2 separate regions of the Xenopus laevis genome follow, and region 2 is linked to region 1. The links are chromatin contacts, called in public Hi-C maps. All regions are on one chromosome and are shown on one strand. Each heading gives the region's core, a stretch centred on a gene start, on an enhancer-like site or on the middle of the called end of the contact. The rest is flanking DNA. Distances are from core to core; before and after follow the strand shown. Region 1 overlaps sh2b3.S (SH2B adapter protein 3). Region 2 holds the start of sh2b3.S (SH2B adapter protein 3).

Region 1 (2,868 bases), core at 368-2,867:
TCATTGTGAATACTAAAAGTTAGATCAACAATAGATATAACTTTAATCTGAATATCTCCCTATTGTATTCAAAGCTGATCTTCTCCCTTACAATATAATGCTTAATACTCAGAGGTTGCCCCATTTTCCAAACAGGGGCCCAAAAACAAAACAATGTACTGTTGTACTGTATGGTTATTACAAGTTTATGATGCATCCAAGACATTACTTTAAAGAATACAATCATTACTTTCCATACTCAACACACGTGAATTTGCTCTGCTGTCTTAATTACTGGATCCTGGAAATTCAGTTTAATTCAAAGATCAGCTTTGTGAGACTTCTGGCAAGCTCTTACTTTACCAAGTCTCTGAAGGCAGATTTAGACCCAGGACATGGATTGTGAGGGTAGGGCACTTAAACAAAAATGTTTGAAAGAATCTCTCTCTTCCTCAGGTCAGTGCTACACTGGCATAAACCTGTTGTGGAGATACAGATCAGTAGTAAGCAGAGCAGGGAGGAAAATGGGAAAATCACCACTGTAACGTAAAATCAGAACACAAGCAGATGGAGGCTATAGAGCGAGATTCATATGCCCTTATTATCTGAACGATCTTATATTAGACTGGTTAACTCAAAGAGTTTCCCTTTCCTGGTGCAGTTTCTGATTCATAAATATTACTCTACACAGACCCAAAATAAAACGATCACTGGATGAGAACGCATAAAATGTGCCAAGGTAAACATTAGAAGCTTTCTGTTAGGATGACAGAACCTTATGAGATTTCGTTTCCAGTACGTGCATGAAGTATTCACAGTTGGATGAAAACCAGAGTACACACTTGGAGGGGTTATTAGGATTTTGGTTTGTCAGAATAAACACTGTGCAACGGGGGAGGGCTGGATTTCAGTGCTGGAATGCACGAGATATGTACGGATATATTGAAAGTTTCCGAGCAGCTCTTGGGTGAGGCCATTTACACAAGGCTGTAACATTACATATCTCCTTAATGATGAATATACTGGTTTTATATGATGCTGATCAGAGAAAACATACGGCCAGGACATAAAAATCAAAAATCAGGAATGGGACCTGTTAACCAGGATGCTCAGGGCCTGGGGTTTTCCAGATAACGGATCTTTTCATAATTTCGATCTTCATACGTTAAGTCTAATAGAAAATCATGTAAACATTAAATAAAACCCAATAGGCTGGTTTTGCTTCCAATAAGGATTCATTATAACTTAGTTGCAATCGAGTGCAAGCTACTGTTTTATTATTACAGATAAAAAGGAAATCATTTTGAAAAATTTGGATTATTTGGATAAAATGGAGTCTATGGGAGATGGTCATTCCGTAATCTGAAGCTTTTCTGGATAATGGGTTTCTGAATAACGGATCCCATACCTGTACAACCAAATGACACACACACACAACTTTGCACCACACATTACATGTTAGTTTGGTAAAAAGTGGTGTATCGTCCTGTCCAAAAAAGTGTAATGTTCACACAACTGACCGTTTAACATTAGCAGCCATCCCTCTGTACGGACGTCACACTTTATCCCCATGCACAGATCTGTGGCGAGACCACAAAGGCCCGGGCCTAGGGCGGCAGAAAATTAGGGGCCGCATGCCGCCCAGCCACTTTTTGGGGAGTCGTGTGACCCCAGTTTGCTGGCTCTTACACACCTGCACAGCAAGGGGAGGGCGGTAGTGCAGGCGGGTGTTTGGACCACGTGGCCTAGGGGCGCCTGCCCCAGAAATCCGGCCCTGTATATCCCTCAATGACTATGTAGATTTTCATTCATCCAGGTCATGATATATCTGATATAAGTAATTCTGAAACAACTGGACTTGCTGAGTAATCATTGAAGGTGTTTCACTACTCATCCGAGCAGCTTCTTCAGTTCAGTTCAGTTCAGTGGAACTGACGTAGTGAAACTTCTTCAGTGATTACTCAGCAAGTCCAGTTACTCTTGATTTACTTATACTACATATATCCCCAAAGTGTTTCTTTTTTGTTTGCCAATACCTGGCCGGTATAAATGATGCTTGATGCAAAATGTTATTATAATTTTTTACAGAAAAGGTAAATCAGTCTTTGTTTATACACAGATTATACATAAAATAGAACATTAATTTAGGGCAATTAGCAGGGCTAATTACCTGTCTTCAACTTTACGTTATACAAATTATGCTTCTCATAAAATCCTTTCCAGTCCCAATTGTAAAATACCCTGGCATGATATATTGACAACATACCTTGTGTAATGGAGTCAGTACTGCCACTGCTGGGACTCTGGTTGGCTGTGTCTGAATGAGAGGGCGGCTGTGTCTCTCCTTCACTCTCCTCCGACCTAAAAAAGAAAAAAAAACCCAATAGTTTACTTTAATTGCTGATCAAACAGAATTGTGAAATTCCCATCTAGAAGTATCTAGAGTTTTCCTTCTTCTCTAGTGGGCCCAACCCCCCACACCCATAATATACAATGCTACAGATGGTGCAATTTTAGCTTTTTTATAGCATGGGTTTTAAGGATTGATCATAAAGGGGACCAATGGAACCTCTGCACTCTGATGCAAAATGGAACACCTAGCTTGCCAAGTTGCTCATCAGTAATTCAGTACATGACACTTCACAAGACTGGGACCAAAGTACACAAAATCCAACTGATGGCCTGCTGCGTATGATAGAAAACACACAGGTGTGGCCACTGTATGGATGTGTTTCTGTTGTACTGCATCCATAGGAGCAACCAGAGTTGGAGAGTTGGCAGAAAACAGAATTGTTTGCAGAAAAAAGGGCATCTACTGCCCTAGCCAACACAAAGAGATCAAGCCATTGATTTACCATGTTCATATTCTAGGAGCTCTTATTTAGCCTA
Region 2 (2,841 bases), core at 113-2,612, 78 kb after region 1:
CCTGGCATGTGGTTAGGTGGGGAGAGGAATTGGTGTAAAGATGTGAGCTGATAGTATAGTGGCATCACACAGCAGCTCAAGACTGGGTCCTGGTATGGATATTTTAGGATATCTGGCTGCACGTGGGGATCAGACTGTCAGCTATGCGACTGGTCCTTTGATCAGACACACTGGTCGGTATTTACCTGCTGGAGAAGCTGTGTTCCTTCCGAAGCCCCATGGTGCTTCAAGCCATAACAATGCATGAGTTCTTCAAGGGAGGAAACCAACCCTCAAAATAAAGAACGCTTTAACCCTTCATCATTTCCGGCAGGAGACACACACACAGAAGGCAGTTACTTTACATGTGATGTGACCGCTGAGCTAGAGGCCAGCACTGAGAGGGCGACTCCAAGTAGGGAGATCCCTGGTGGGGGAGGGGGTGCTCAGGGTGATGTGTGCGGCAGATCCCCGCCAATATACACACAGCACACGGTTCCCATGCCGAGATCTGTTATGTAAAGACAATAGAGACGATCCACTTCTTGTCCTGCAGTGTCCTCTGCATGTAGCACCGAGTAGTACCGGGGACACCACTGGCTCACAGCACACGGGGGAGACCACTGGCTCACAGCACACGGGGGAGACCACTGGCTCACAGCACACACATGTGCCTGTCACATGGCCCAGGACCGGAGTCACCGTGGGACCCTACAGATCTTCCCTTCCTCTGTCCCAGTAGGCAAAGCGCTTGCGATGTAGAGAGACTCCTGTCAGCGCTTGATCCACGTGGTCTGGGAATGAGTTCGGGCCGTACAGGTGACAGCAGGACAGAAGTGCTACGAGACTGCTCCAGTTAAATGGATGGCTCTTCTCTTCCCCCGGGACGTGCAGTACGGGCGCTAATCATTCCTGCTAAACCGAAAGTGACTCTCAAGTCCTTCTCTGACCACGAGGGGTGGAGCGACGGTGCAGTTACCCTCCTCCTTGTACTCCCACTGGGATTCCTCCGACTCACCTCCCAGCACCCCTTGCATTGGTTTCTACCCAACAGCAGCTTTCTGTAGCAAATGGGAAGCTTCTCGCCCAAGTGCCCTGGAGCTGAGCTTGGCACCTCGTACTGCCAGGAACCTTCAGGTTATTCACGGATGCTAATCACTAGTCACTCCATAGCGCTCCGCTTACAATCCCTTAAACACGGGCGCTTTTCCGCGTTTGATGCGTTAAAACGCATTTGGTAATTGATTCCATTATATTCTGCTAGGCTGCGCCAGTCTGAGTGGCGTTTTAAGTTTTAATTGTAACAACTTAAGATAAGCAGACCTCTTGGGGAAACTCACTTGGGTAAGGTCACATCTGGAGATTCAGGGAGATTTAGTGGCCCGGCAACTAATCGCTACGTTTTTGGGGCTACTAATCTCCCCAAATGGCTTCCCCCTGTCTTCCGCCTGCAAGAATGAGAAAACGCCTGCGGCATGGCTCTCGCGGCGCTTCGTTTTCCGAAGTTTCCTTGTGAGGCAACTTCGGGCGACTTCGGATAATGAAGTAGAAAAAAATTCGTGCCCAACGGTTTAATTTAAAAAAAAGAAGGCCAATGGTGTTCAGTGGAACTTAACTTTCTTCTTCCTCTGCTCCTTTCTGTGGCTTTGGCTCCTACTTCGGCGCCACTCAGGTTGTACTTTGGCGGCACTCAGCTCCTACTTCGGTGGCGGCTTGGCTCCTGCTTCGGCAGATGCTCGGTAGGGCTCCGCTCCTACATAGGTGGCGGGTCTGCTCCTACTTTTGTGGCGGCTCGACTCCTACTTCGGCCAGTTTTGTAACTACAGAGGAAGCAGACCGTGCAGCTGCAGGGGGCCCAGGAGGTATAGGGGCCCATGAGACTCTATAATAAAGGCGCACAAGTCGGTGAACTTCTTTGGATAGAGTCATCATGTAAAGAGAACTGTATAAAATATTTTCCTTTATTTGTAAACTTCATTAAAATCACACAATCCAGAAGTGCAGGGCAGGGGAGTGCATGGCTCTACGCGTTTCGTGACTACAAGGTCACTTCATCAGAAGCCAAAGGGGCCCATGAGGCCCTAATTCATTTACAGTTTCAATAAATATTGGTAAAACAGGTCAATCTGTAGACATTTTGGGGGCCTGAAAAATAATTTGCTGTGGGGCCCAATAATATCCAGTTACACCACTGACTTCGGCGGAGTCTCGGCTCCTACTTCGGCTGAGGCTCGGCTCCTACTTCGGCGGAGGCTCTGCTCCTATTTCGGCGGAAGCCCTGCTCCTACTTCGGCAAGGTTCGGCTCCTACTTTGGCGCAACTTGGCTCCTACTTTGGCGCAACTCAGCTCCTACTTCGGCAGCTCAACAAGGCCAGGCTAATCCAGGAAATGCAGCATGGCCTGGCCCCCCTTCACATATAGAAGTCACCTGGCCCGGGTGATTGTCCCCCGTGCCCTTCTGATGGCAGCCCTGCCCATAGCCACCAACACTAATCATTGGTACTGCAAAGATGAAATAATGATTTATTGTTAAAAATGATCATATTATAAAAAAAAATAACTGCATTGCCAGACAAAAGGTGCATAGGCTATATGTCTGCCCCTGCATAGTAACTATGTAGTGTTGTACTAACTGAACTGCTTGACCTTTTGGATCACAGAGGAACCAGGAGGCCCCATTCCCTTTCTGCCTGCCATTTACCTTTAACCACTAACTAGCTGCAATCTAGTGGTGTCACACAATGCTTATTTATAATAGTCAGTAGTATTGGTCTGCTGTGTGGTCCCATTTCATCTCTATGCAGTTGCATAGAAATAGTGTATTTATCAATGGGAGAAAGTTACAGTTCACCATTTGATTA

Evidence for each region. A called contact is a pair of places that touch in the nucleus more often than the background predicts.
Region 2: a Hi-C map of the XL177 cell line shows a contact between it and region 1, with 7 times the contacts expected there. The contact joins the promoter of sh2b3.S here to the enhancer-like site in region 1. A contact is called at or near these places in 2 of 4 Hi-C or Micro-C datasets (the XL177 cell line and the XTC cell line).

The regions. Positions count from the first base shown.
Region 1 is chr1S:151,293,389-151,296,256 of Xenopus_laevis_v10.1, forward strand. sh2b3.S (SH2B adapter protein 3) reads right to left here. Exons shown (of 9, transcript XM_018244217.2): 6 at 2,246-2,340. Among protein-coding and RNA genes, the nearest start is that of atxn2.S, 76 kb to the left of the region's middle. Within about 2 kb of position 1,618, at least 1 of the 7 cell types and tissues checked has an H3K27ac peak or open chromatin away from gene starts, as enhancers often do.
Region 2 is chr1S:151,371,535-151,374,375 of Xenopus_laevis_v10.1, forward strand. It overlaps sh2b3.S (SH2B adapter protein 3), which reads right to left and starts at 1,363. Exons shown (of 9, transcript XM_018244217.2): 1 at 186-1,363.